3 separate regions of the Mus musculus genome follow, and regions 1 and 3 are each linked to region 2. Evidence: chromatin contacts called from public promoter capture Hi-C data. All regions are on one chromosome and are shown on one strand. The core of a region is the stretch at or near the end of the contact, and the rest is flanking DNA. Distances in the headings are between cores, read along the strand shown. Region 1 holds the start of Hsf4 (heat shock transcription factor 4). Region 2 holds the start of Cmtm4 (CKLF-like MARVEL transmembrane domain containing 4). Region 3 holds the start of Fhod1 (formin homology 2 domain containing 1).

Evidence for each region. Promoter capture Hi-C pulls out the DNA fragments that hold promoters and counts their contacts.
Region 1: a contact with region 2 is called in a promoter capture Hi-C map of hippocampal neurons, with 3 times the contacts expected there. The contact joins the promoter of Hsf4 here to the promoter of Cmtm4 in region 2. A contact is called at or near these places in 4 of 39 promoter capture datasets (cranial neural crest, embryonic stem cells, hippocampal neurons and 1 more), 1 of 484 Hi-C or Micro-C datasets (embryonic stem cells), 9 of 115 datasets of contacts at active chromatin or transcription factors (astrocytes, bone marrow-derived macrophages, embryonic forebrain and 4 more) and 1 of 9 other capture datasets (liver).
Region 3: a contact with region 2 is called in a promoter capture Hi-C map of embryonic stem cells, with 3 times the contacts expected there. The contact joins the promoter of Fhod1 here to the promoter of Cmtm4 in region 2. A contact is called at or near these places in 2 of 39 promoter capture datasets (embryonic stem cells and second pharyngeal arch cranial neural crest), 1 of 484 Hi-C or Micro-C datasets (embryonic stem cells) and 1 of 115 datasets of contacts at active chromatin or transcription factors (pancreatic cancer cells).

What each region holds. Positions count from the first base shown.
Region 1 is chr8:105,268,463-105,271,892 of GRCm38.p6, forward strand. Hsf4 (heat shock transcription factor 4) reads left to right here and starts at 1,339. Exons shown (of 13, transcript NM_001256042.1): 1 at 1,339-1,534; 2 at 2,085-2,193; 3 at 2,307-2,434; 4 at 2,526-2,650; 5 at 2,912-2,987; 6 at 3,123-3,187. The coding sequence starts at 1,412. Fbxl8 (F-box and leucine-rich repeat protein 8) reads left to right here. Exons shown (of 3, transcript NM_015821.2): 3 at 1-864. The coding sequence ends at 520.
Region 2 is chr8:104,393,288-104,397,159 of GRCm38.p6, forward strand. Cmtm4 (CKLF-like MARVEL transmembrane domain containing 4) reads right to left here and starts at 2,520. Exons shown (of 4, transcript NM_153582.5): 1 at 2,164-2,520. The coding sequence starts at 2,349.
Region 3 is chr8:105,345,933-105,349,266 of GRCm38.p6, forward strand. It overlaps Fhod1 (formin homology 2 domain containing 1), which reads right to left and starts at 2,038. Exons shown (of 22, transcript NM_177699.4): 1 at 1,721-2,038. The coding sequence starts at 1,921. Slc9a5 (solute carrier family 9 (sodium/hydrogen exchanger), member 5) reads left to right here and starts at 2,326. Exons shown (of 16, transcript NM_001081332.1): 1 at 2,326-3,334. It overlaps Gm46049 (a long non-coding RNA gene), which reads left to right. Exons shown (of 4, transcript XR_003947441.1): 2 at 263-442; 3 at 520-906; 4 at 1,143-1,724.

The sequences.
Region 1 (3,430 bases), core at 89-2,588, 870 kb after region 2:
TATGTCGCGCGCCGCGCTGGAATTGCTAGCCGCTCCGCATCGCTCCCCTTTTGCACTTCTGGCACTGAGGTGCGCGTGCCCCGAAGATGCTCGTGCTTCCCCTCTGCCTGATGAAGCCTGGGCGACGCTGAGTTGCCGCCATCCTGGGCTGGAGGTGGAGCTGGAGCTGGAGCCTGTGCTTCCAGATGAGGCCGTGACGCGCATCCTGCAACCAGCAGTACCAGTGGCTGTGCTGCGTCTCAACCTCTCCGGTGACACTGTAGGACCCGTGCGCTTCGCAACGCGCCACTACGCTGAAACTTTGCGCGCCCTCGAGGTGCGCGCGTCCGCATCCCCGGAGTTGCACACCGCGCTGGAGGAGCTGGCGGCGCGCTGCGCGGGCTTGAGAGAAATACACTGCTTCTGCGTGGTGAGACCCTCGGTACTGGACGCCTTCCGAGCGCACTGTCCGCGCCTGCGCAGCTATACGCTCAAGCTAAAGCGTGAGCCGCATCCCTGGCGGCCCACACTGGTGCGGTGATTGGGCAATCTAGCCCCCCCAGGGCCGCGCGAACCCCAAGCCTCGGGAAGGCCTAAGCAAGTTGCGCAGGCACGCCCCAGTTGCTAGTCTCTTTAGGGGCTCCGTTGACTAAGGCGCTTTTGGGGAACTGGGGGTCTATGAAAGCATCCAGACCAATCTCAGGCACCATAAATTCAGCGAGCCCTCTCAACCTCTGTGTCTCTGTCTATTCTGGGCCCTCCGTCCCCTCTGTACACTCGCACTAGCTCTAGCTCAGGTCCAGAGCTGGGGGGAGGGCAGGCACAAGTAGGAGCCAAGAGTCAAGGGTGAGTGTAAAGTAAATAAATCCTTTAATATTCCTGCGTCCTGTGATCTCGAGTCAGCTGTGGGGGTGGGGGGCAGGAAATACACAAAGGCTGGAAGGGCAGTCAGGCCCGACATTCAAGGAGACCTCAAGGGCCTTTGTACTGTGACTGTGGGGGATCGGGATCCGGGCACCCTATACCTCGGGAATGACCAGTTTCCTAGCGTCCTCGCAGACCGGGCAAGTCCAACTTCACCCACCGCCCTATCTGCCCGCCCTTACCTAGGCTTCAATGTGTCCACAGATGAACTAGGACTTTCCGAGCCCACCAGATGTTTTCTCCCAAAACAACAGAGAAAGAGAGGCACTCGAGACTCGAACGTGGGCTCACCCACCCACACACCTACGTTTCAGCCAGCCCTTCCTCTCCGCCGGTGGCTGGGCCGCTGTCCGAGCCCCGCCTCTTGGGTTCGCACGCGGCCCCCGCCTGACCCGGCGCCCAGGGGCGGAGTAGGGCGGGGCGGGCGGCAAACGCAGCACTTTCGCGGCTTTGACAAGCCCGCAGCGGCCGGGCTGGAACGCTGAGCCCGGCCGGCCGAGACTGCGCCATGCAGGAAGCGCCAGCTGCGCTGCCCACGGAGCCAGGCCCCAGCCCGGTACCTGCCTTCCTCGGCAAGCTATGGGCGCTGGTAGGCGACCCAGGCACCGACCACCTCATCCGCTGGAGCCCGGTGAGGGCTGGGGCCCCTCAACTCCTTCAGTGGTCCCCGGGATCCCTCCAATGTCGTGAACACCCCTGTCCACCCAGCCCCCGCCTGGGCCTGGGCTGTGAGTACCTCAATTCAGCTGTCCAGAGTGGATCACGGTGGAAGGGGTGTGTGAAGCAAAGATGGGGAGAAGTAAGGGTCCTAGAGCCCACAGAGACCAGGGTAATTCTCACTTTACTTCATCGACTGATGAGAAAACAGGCCAAGAAAAGAGAAGAGCTGGCTCGATCTCCGGCTCAGAGTCACGTAGTGAGTCTGGGACCAGTCTGAGATGGACCCGGGGTGGGTGTGTGCTAATTCTTTCTGAGAACTGCGTGTAGGTCTAGTTAGGGTAGGAATTCTTTTGCGGTTATGGTAGGATAGGCTCTACATGGTACAGACCTGGCCAAGTCCTACCTCCCAATGAGGTACAAATCTGGACCCCCACAGTGAGTATGGCCCAGCCGTGAATGGCACCCACTCACGTTGTCTGGTCCCCACCCGCTTGCGGGTGTTTGTGGTTCGTTCTCGGTAGAGTGGCACCAGCTTCCTCGTAAGTGATCAGAGCCGCTTCGCCAAGGAAGTGCTGCCCCAGTACTTCAAGCACAGCAACATGGCGAGCTTTGTTCGCCAACTCAACATGTGTGAGTCCCTTTGCCAAGCGGGGAGTGGGTTTGGGGGGTCACTAAGTGCAGAGGATGGAGCGATTCACGCTCACACCCCGCCCCGCCCCGCCCTTCCGCACACTGTTCCTTAGATGGTTTTCGGAAGGTGGTGAGCATCGAGCAAGGTGGCCTGCTCAGACCAGAGCGTGACCACGTTGAGTTTCAGCATCCGAGCTTCGTGCGAGGCCGCGAGCAGCTACTGGAGCGCGTGCGCCGCAAGGTGGGACAAACTGCAGAAAAAATGGGAAGGCACCAATGTTGGTACTTCTGGCTCTGCCTTATGTGTCCCGGATGGTGCCTCCTGCCTGCAGGTACCTGCGCTGCGAGGCGATGACAGTCGATGGCGTCCGGAAGACCTGAGCCGACTGCTGGGAGAGGTGCAAGCTTTGAGAGGAGTGCAGGAGAGCACGGAGGCACGGCTGCAGGAACTCAGGCAGTGCGGGACAGGGAAGGAAGGGTGGAGTTAGGGGTGAGAGGCTCACTGGCCACCTAGGGGTTCTGGGCAGCTCCTTCCGCTCTTTGGTTGGAGCCTCCATGAAGACAATGGGTCCAACTCTGAAACTTTAGTCTTATAAGATGAGTATCCCCTCTGCTGGCAACAGAGTCTGGACCTCTCCATTCTGAGGGGGAGGCGGTGGGGGGGAATTGTACCTGGGCGAACTCAGATGCTTCAGCATCCTCCTCCCGCTTTCCCCAGGCAGAACGAGATCTTGTGGCGAGAGGTGGTAACTTTGCGGCAGAGCCACAGTCAGCAGCACCGGGTCATCGGCAAGGTGTTCCTCTGCCCCAACTTCTTATCCTCCCCACTCATGGCTACCCCACACCTCCACCCCTTCCCATTAGACCAGGAATTGCCTTTCTAGGGTGAAAGGCCTGGGCTGAAGTATAAATTAGCCCTTTCTTTTCAGCTAATCCAGTGCCTGTTTGGGCCACTTCAGACAGGGCCCAGCAGTACAGGAGCCAAGAGAAAACTGTGAGTAAGAAAGTCTGTGGTGTTGACACCTGCATCCCCACCGCCAGAACTCCCTTCCCTGACAGGGACCCACATCCAAAGACCCTCCAGGAATCTTCAATCCTCTAACCAGGACTCCCTGCTCCCTTCCTATCCCTGAACTCAACCATCCATTAGGCCACTATCTCCCCCCCACCCTTCCCTCCAGGATCTTTTTCTCAAATTCCTAGGCCCCAAGTAGGCATCCCTGGTTTGGGTCTCACA
Region 2 (3,872 bases), core at 1,270-3,769:
TCTGATGTTAAAAAAAATTTTAAATAGGTTTCAGAGAGTCTGAATCGCTGAATCAGCTGAATCGACAGAGGCCTAGGGTGGTGGCAATACTGGACCAAGTGTGGGAAAAAGCAAGGATCTGCAGTTTCCTTAGGCCTCACCTCACAATGTCTATAAATACTAAGCCTTTTAAAAGCCAGACTTTACTGAAGTGAAAGAATTAGTACCTTCCCTTCTCTCTGGGCGGAGTCTGCGCTGTGTGACATCGCAGAAGGACCCTCATAAGGACTTCTTGTTTATTTTCCAGTTTAAATTTCAAGTCTTATCTCTTGGAACTTGTCTGTTTTCTTGAGGGAAGGTGGATCACCCTGAAGGTCCTAACAGCAAGGCTGAGAACCCAGAGGGCAGCAGACCATAGACTGCCACATCACTCAAGTGACCATCTCTTCACTTGCCAGTACACAATCCACAGTAGACACTCGGCAACTAGGAAAGCTTTTAAAGGCTGGCCCCTAAAGTCCTTCCACATGGAAAGTAAGGATGACCACACAACCACACCTCCCCAAAGGAGGAAGCATGGCTGGCTCCGGCTCCAGCTCCAGCTCCTGCAGACAGCCAAGTCCCAGCAGTGAGCGGCTAATGTTCTGTACAAACCACTCCATCTCCATCCTGAGAGGCAAGTTAAGAGTTGTCCTTACTTTCAAAGGCCTGCTAAGTAAACTAAGAAGGTCCCTGACCAGGCCCTGGAGTCCACCTTCTGGCTCCAAGTTCAGCCCTGCCCTTTTCTTACTTCTGATTATCTACACCGCACTCAAACATTAGCTAGCTAGCTCTTTTAAAAAAAGGATTACGTATCGCTCCCACACCGACATTCTCTCTGCTAATAGCAATGGCTAACAGAAGCTTGGTATCCCTGAGAACATTCCAGATTCCTGGATTAAGAGTGTTTTAAAATGTAAAGATAGGGAACTTGCTCCACTTATTTCTCACTAATGCCCTTTAAAACTAGGCATCAGAAGACCAAGCCTTCCGCAGAGAAGAGAGGAAACTCTCCATGAGTCTACAACCTACAAACACAGGGACCTTTATTTAAAGGGTGTCCACATATGGTATTTCTCCCAAGAAAGATTAACGTATGCACTCAGTTAATAAGCCGAACAGGCCTGCCGCTCCCAGAAGGAAAATGCAAATATGTTGCAGTTCTGTGCAAAGGGCTTCTCTGTCAGGGTGACAAGTCTATAAAGTTTTGAGGCCTCGGTGAAAGGCTACCTGTGACAGAGAATAGGAGGAATACAAAGGTTTTTTTTTTAAACTGGACTGTGCCCAGTCCACCACAAAGATAAACTACACTGCCCAAAGGGACCTGCTACAAAACCACAAAACCGAAACAGAACCCACAAGCCCCTGAACCAAACACTCTGGGGGGTCGCGGGGGGGGGGGGACCCACCAAGAAATGTGCTCTCGAATGCCTAAGTCCAACAGAAAGTTCCCCGTATCTGTCACCTCCCAAACTGGCCGCCCTCCCAGAGTGACTTAACTCTGGGTACCAATTTGGGCAGTCCCAAGAAGCCACCACCAGTGCTGAGACTACAGGATGCTATGAAGGAAGCCAACGTCCGCAGTAAAGACTGGAGGCTTTGTGGGTAGATCTGGACTCCCCCACTGCATCTGGGCTACACGCCTCCATTCAACAAATATTTATTGAGCATCCACCATCTGCTGGGCACCCTGCTAGGCGCCAGGGAGGAAACCATGCCACAGCCCCCGGCCTCTGTTAGCAGAGAACCGTCTGGGGGTTACGCGAGCCGGAAAACCTGCTACAAGTTGCTAAGCACAGTAGTAGCCAGGCGATGGCACGGCCCTCGCAACCGGCTCTGCGCACCAACCTCTTGTCGATGAAGCAGGGAGGGCACAGGTAGGCCCCGGAGCAGGTGTGCAGGCACCAGGCACCCCTGAGGCTTCGGAGCTGCAAAAGGCAGACTCCGGCCGAGGGCGCGGTCCCCAGAGGAGCAGGGACTGCAGCCCAAGGACCTCGGAGTACGGAGTGCGCGGAGCGGGGACCGCGCAGCCCGAACCCGACTCTGGTCGGCCGGGCCTTCCCCCGCGGCCGGGTGCGGGTAAAGAAGGCGCGGGCTAGGCCGCCGACCCGCCCGCTCGTACCTGGAGCCCCGCCCGGCACCTACCACTTGGGCGACCTTGAGGCGGCCGAGCGCGCCGCGCAGGTAGTCCGGGTCGCAGCGCAGGCCGGCCAGCCCGCGGCGCTGGCTCACCGGCTCGGTGGTGGGTTGGTACGGGCTGCTGGCGCCCGAGATCATGGAGGTGCTCGAGGCCTCGCCCTCGAAGCCGTCCAGCTCCTCGCCGCCCCGCATGCTGCCGCCCCGCGCGGCCGGTTCCCCCGGCGCCTGGAGCGGGCAGGCTCAGAGCGGCCGCCGCATCGCCGTCGCCAGACCACCCCACCGCCGCCGCCTCTGCGCCCGCCGCCCGCTGCGGCCGCGGCTCGGTCCGCTGGGGCTCGGCTCCCGCCGCCTCGGCAGCGGAAAGGGAGGGAGGCGGGAGCGGGCGCCGAGGGAAGGAGGCGGGAGCCGCGCGCCGGCCCGGAGGGGGCGGAGACTGCGGCCGGCGCGGGGAGGGGCGGGGCGCTGAGGGCTGGGGGCGGGGGGTCGTGGGGGAGAGGAGGGGCGTTGCAGGTTGGGGCGGGGCCGGTGAGGAGCCTTAGTCACGCCCCCACCACGCCCTCACCTGCTGGGCGTCTGGCCCAGACTCCGGGGTGGTCGCCGGCGGCCCTTGCAAGGAAAGGCCCAGACCAAAAGAGGGAAAAAGGGTGGAGAGAATGGAGACTGACCAAAGAGTCACAAAGCTGTTTTCTCTGCCCGCAGCCTTAGAGCCTGCTTTAGAGAAAGTGGGATCGTCTGCAGGTTTAAGTGTGTGTGTTCCCACGCTGGGCACACTGAGACAACCCTATTCTGTGTCAGAGGTACAGCCTGTGAGGGGGTGGGGGAGGTCGGGGTTAATGGAGCCCGCAGAATCCACACAACCCCAGTGTCAATTTGGGATCCAGCATGCTGGCATAGGAGAAATATATGAGCACACAGTAGGTGCTTGGCAACTAATATCAGTTCCCTATCCTGGCTGAGAAAAGTTTTGCTACCTCTAAGCATCAAGCTAGGCGACACTCAAATTTTGCCCTGGAGGCATTAATTATAGACCAATTTGTCATTCAAGTGTGAAGACTAATTTTAAGCTTAAGTAAAACACTAACTTTCTAAGAATTGTCACTTTGACACTGAACCTTTCAGCACCCTGAATACAGATCTGTTCCGGTCCTTGAGGAAGGCACCAAATGAAGTGTTATAATCATTACTATTTTACACAAGTGGAGACAAAGCTTTCAGAGTAGAAGTGGCTTGTCCAAGGGCACCAAATATTCAATGAGTAGAACACAAGGTCTATTTCCAAAGCTGAAAGGATACCAGCTTCAATATTTATATTATTTGACTTACTAAATATTTTGAGGGGGGGGGGACACTTACTGTAAGCTAAGCAATATGCTAAGAATTGAGGACAGGGATGTTGAGAAGTCTCAGTGGGTAAGAGTGTTTGCCACCAAATCTGACCACCTTTGTTTAGTTCCTGTGACCCATGGGTGAAAGAAGAGAGCCAGTCCTTACAAGCTGTCCTCTGGCCTCCAAAAGCACACACCAGAGTCCTGCCACCCCAAGGACAAATGTTAATAGCTTTTTTAAAAACTTGAAGACAGCCGGGCAGTGGTGGCACACGCCTTTAATCCCAGCAGTTGGGAGGCAGAGGCAGGCGGATTTCTGAGTTCGAGGCCAGCCTGGTCTACAGAGTGAGTTCCAGGACAGCCAGGGCTACACAGAGAAACCCTGTCTCA
Region 3 (3,334 bases), core at 788-3,287, 950 kb after region 2:
GTCCTGTCAGATCAGGAAGTACAGAGCTGGGTGGGGCTCGGAGTGTCCTCAGTTACGGAGCAGAGAACAGGACACAGCACCTGGTTGGGGAGACAATTTTATATCCATTCATATTTCTACACACACACACACACACACACACACACACACACACACACACACCACGCACACTGAACTCAGGGGCCTTGTTGTACAGATAAAAACATGCAATGAGTTTTCTAAATGAAGAAGAGGTTCTGAATCTCGTTTTTGAACACGCCAGGCCTGGTCCCACTGTGAAGAAGGGTCTAGAGTAAGAGAAGTATCGTCTGCTCTCTAGCCTTATACATGCATGGATTTGTGATACTGGGGATCGAACCCAGGGCCTTGCACATACTAGGCAAAGTGCTACCGTCTCCGTCATCACCTTATTCCTGGCCACGGATTTTCATTAGTATTGCGGGTAAGTGGACTCAGTTCCACACCCCTTTCTCCCTGGTCTGTCTAAACAGTTGCAATTCTGCACCCTTTTCTCTGTAGTCCGTATACTAAATGCCAGGTGACCTCAGACTGGGCAAGCTTCCTCCAGACCCCTCTGAACAGAGCAGTAGAAGAACACAAAGTAGACTACGCAGAAAACTCTGGAGGTGGGCAGTATGCTGCATTCTTCCAGCTGTGGTCTTAAAGAGCTGGGGCTCTGCCTGGCCACTGGCCACTCCCCAGGCCAAGTTTCGCCGACCCCCTCCTGACTGCACTTGGAGGCAGGGCTGGCTGCAACGCGAGGAATGCAGTTTAGAGGCCTGGAGCCTAGGGCACATTCCAGGGGAGACCCCGGGGCTAAGGGCCATGTTTACGCAACCCCGCGCCCAATTGTGGCACCCCATCAACTCCCTCCCATCTCCCTCACAGCTCCCAGCTAACCCGCAGGTCAGGAACCCTGGGGGGTGGTAGTGTGTATGCCTCTGGGAGTCCTGGCCCGGAAAAAGCAAGCCGGAAAGGGATGCCTGCGGGGAGGTGGAGGGGAGGCCAGCAGGAGGGGAGGGGTGGTCCTGCTGGACATACGGAAAAATGCCTCTCTAACTGAGCAAAGTCGGCCTAGGAACGTCGGCAACTAGGGTAGGCCAGCGGTTTAAAATTAGACTGATCCACCCCCTCCCTTCCAGGCGTAGGCCACCAGCGGCGGGCCTAAGGGACCATGGGGGCGGTGACGCAAAGGGCTTTCCCACCCGGGCAGCCTCCCATGAGCGCACGGCCGCTTCCAAGGGACTCCTCTCATCCTGGCTGGGACTCCAGTCTTCAACAGCGCTGGAGAGACTGTATTCCAAGGACCCAACCCAGCCGGTAGCCTCGATCCCTTCTATGATTGCTCCCTAAACCCGCCCCTCTTTGGGGCCCCGCCCCCGACTACCTGGAGCAGGTGGAAGTCTGTCCCTTCCCAACTCCACTTCCCCAATCCGCTACAACCACAGCAGCAACCCTGGCAAAGAGGCAGCGAGGGGACTCCAAGCACCTCTTCAGGAGGGCCTAACTTTCAAGGGAAGCCCGAGTGGAACAAATCACAAACTCTCATTTGGCTTCTATACTGTCCCCTCAACTTGAGTCTCCCCCTGTAGGCAGAGGAGCATAGACCTTAGGACCCCGGCCGGAGACTTTTCTGGAGGCGAGCACCCGCCCGTGACGATCTCTCTCCTAGAAGCACTGTCTGTCCACCGCCCACCTCAACCTCCGCAGCGCCCCTCACCTTAAGAGGCGCCCCCAGGAGTCGGTGCAGAGCAGGGATCTGCGCACTCAGGGGCAGAGCCCCGTCCAGGCTGCAGGTGGGGGCCCGGCGTGGTTCCGGGAAGTTGGCACAAGCGAAAGGGTCGGTGTCTTCCAGGTACTGCACTCTCACAGTTACCACGGATACTGGGTCCCCATCCCCGCGCTCTTCCTCGCCCGCCATGGCTCTGCCACCGGCTACCGCTGGACGCCTCTTGTGTCCCCTGCAAATGCTGCAACTTCAACTCGACTAAACTTTGCTGTTAGGGCCGGGCCAGGCTGGGCCGGACGCTCGCGGCTCGAGGGGCGGAGCCAGATGAAGGTAGGACCAAGGAAGGGGGTGGAGCCAAGACTGAGCGGCGAGCGCGCGCTCGGGGTTAACCACCGCCGGAGGCGGCGCTTGGGCCAGCCACTCAGAGAGCTGGTGATCCCGTTAGTTCCATTGCTAGGAGGGCGGGAAAACCCGAGCTCCCGCTCCGCCTCAGAGCAGAGGGCGGGGAGACTTTCTTTAGATTTGGTATGGGCGAGGCTGCAGCGGATCTTTGTAAGGATTTTTAGGGCAGATGGGGGGGGGGGGGTAAATCTCTTCGGATAATCTGGGTAGCTGGGCCACTCTCAAGGGACGAGATGGGACTAATTGCTAGCTTGAAAGACAAATGAAAGCATTTCTCTCATTTGGGGAAAGCAGTAAGAAGAATCTCTTTCAATGTGGAATAAGAAGTGGAAATAGATTTTATATTTGAAAGAAGAGGTGGATTCAGTCCCCTTTAGCTGTGGGGGCAAAAAAAAAGAGGACGGGTGCTCTTTCTCGAAAAAGAATGGGATGAGTCACTGTGAGGAGGCAGGTAGCACATGTTTTTTCGGCTTGGGTGATGAATGAAAAGTGGAGACATTCTTCGGTTTGGGGCGAGATGAGTCAAATGCCCCAAGTTGTTCCTAATTTAAAGGGAATTCCATAAGGTCCTCTCAGATCCATGGAATAGGCAAACAGTTCCCTGTAGTTTGAAGGAAAGGGAAGGCGGCGCCTCTGGGCTCTGGAGAGATGAGGAATAGCCAGCTTTTCAGCCTGGAAAGAGCCGGGTCCGTCCCGGCCTTGAGGTTTCTGGGTACGTTGAGAGCACCGTTGTCCATTAGGCTTTCTGGGTGTGCCCAGTGCGCGTGCGCAGCTGTGGTCCGGTAGGGGGGTCCCAGGTTTTGGAGATCGTGCTGGAAGGCGGCAGCGCACCGCCCCCTGCGGTTTTCTCAGCTTAGCACTGGGACCCGCAGCCTGAGCACCTGGGACGGGTGGCCCGCTGCTGGGCGGTGTTCTGCAGTAGCTGCGCTTGTCTCTGCTTCCCGAGACCCCCGTCCTTCTTGGTGCTCCGGGACGCGGTGGCTGGTCACCTTTCTGAATCCGGAGGAGAGGCGGTTTAGGAGAGCACACTCGAAAGAGTGGGTTTCAGGACTCGAGGGGTTAGGAGGGTTATGCTGGGGAATTTCCGGAGATGAGATTAACCTAGAAGAGATGGAGGAGGGGATCCTAACTGCTAGGATCCTGGGCAGGGTCTCGGGGTCCGGACCTGGCCTGGGGGTATCGGAGCTCGGATTGGGGGGAGTG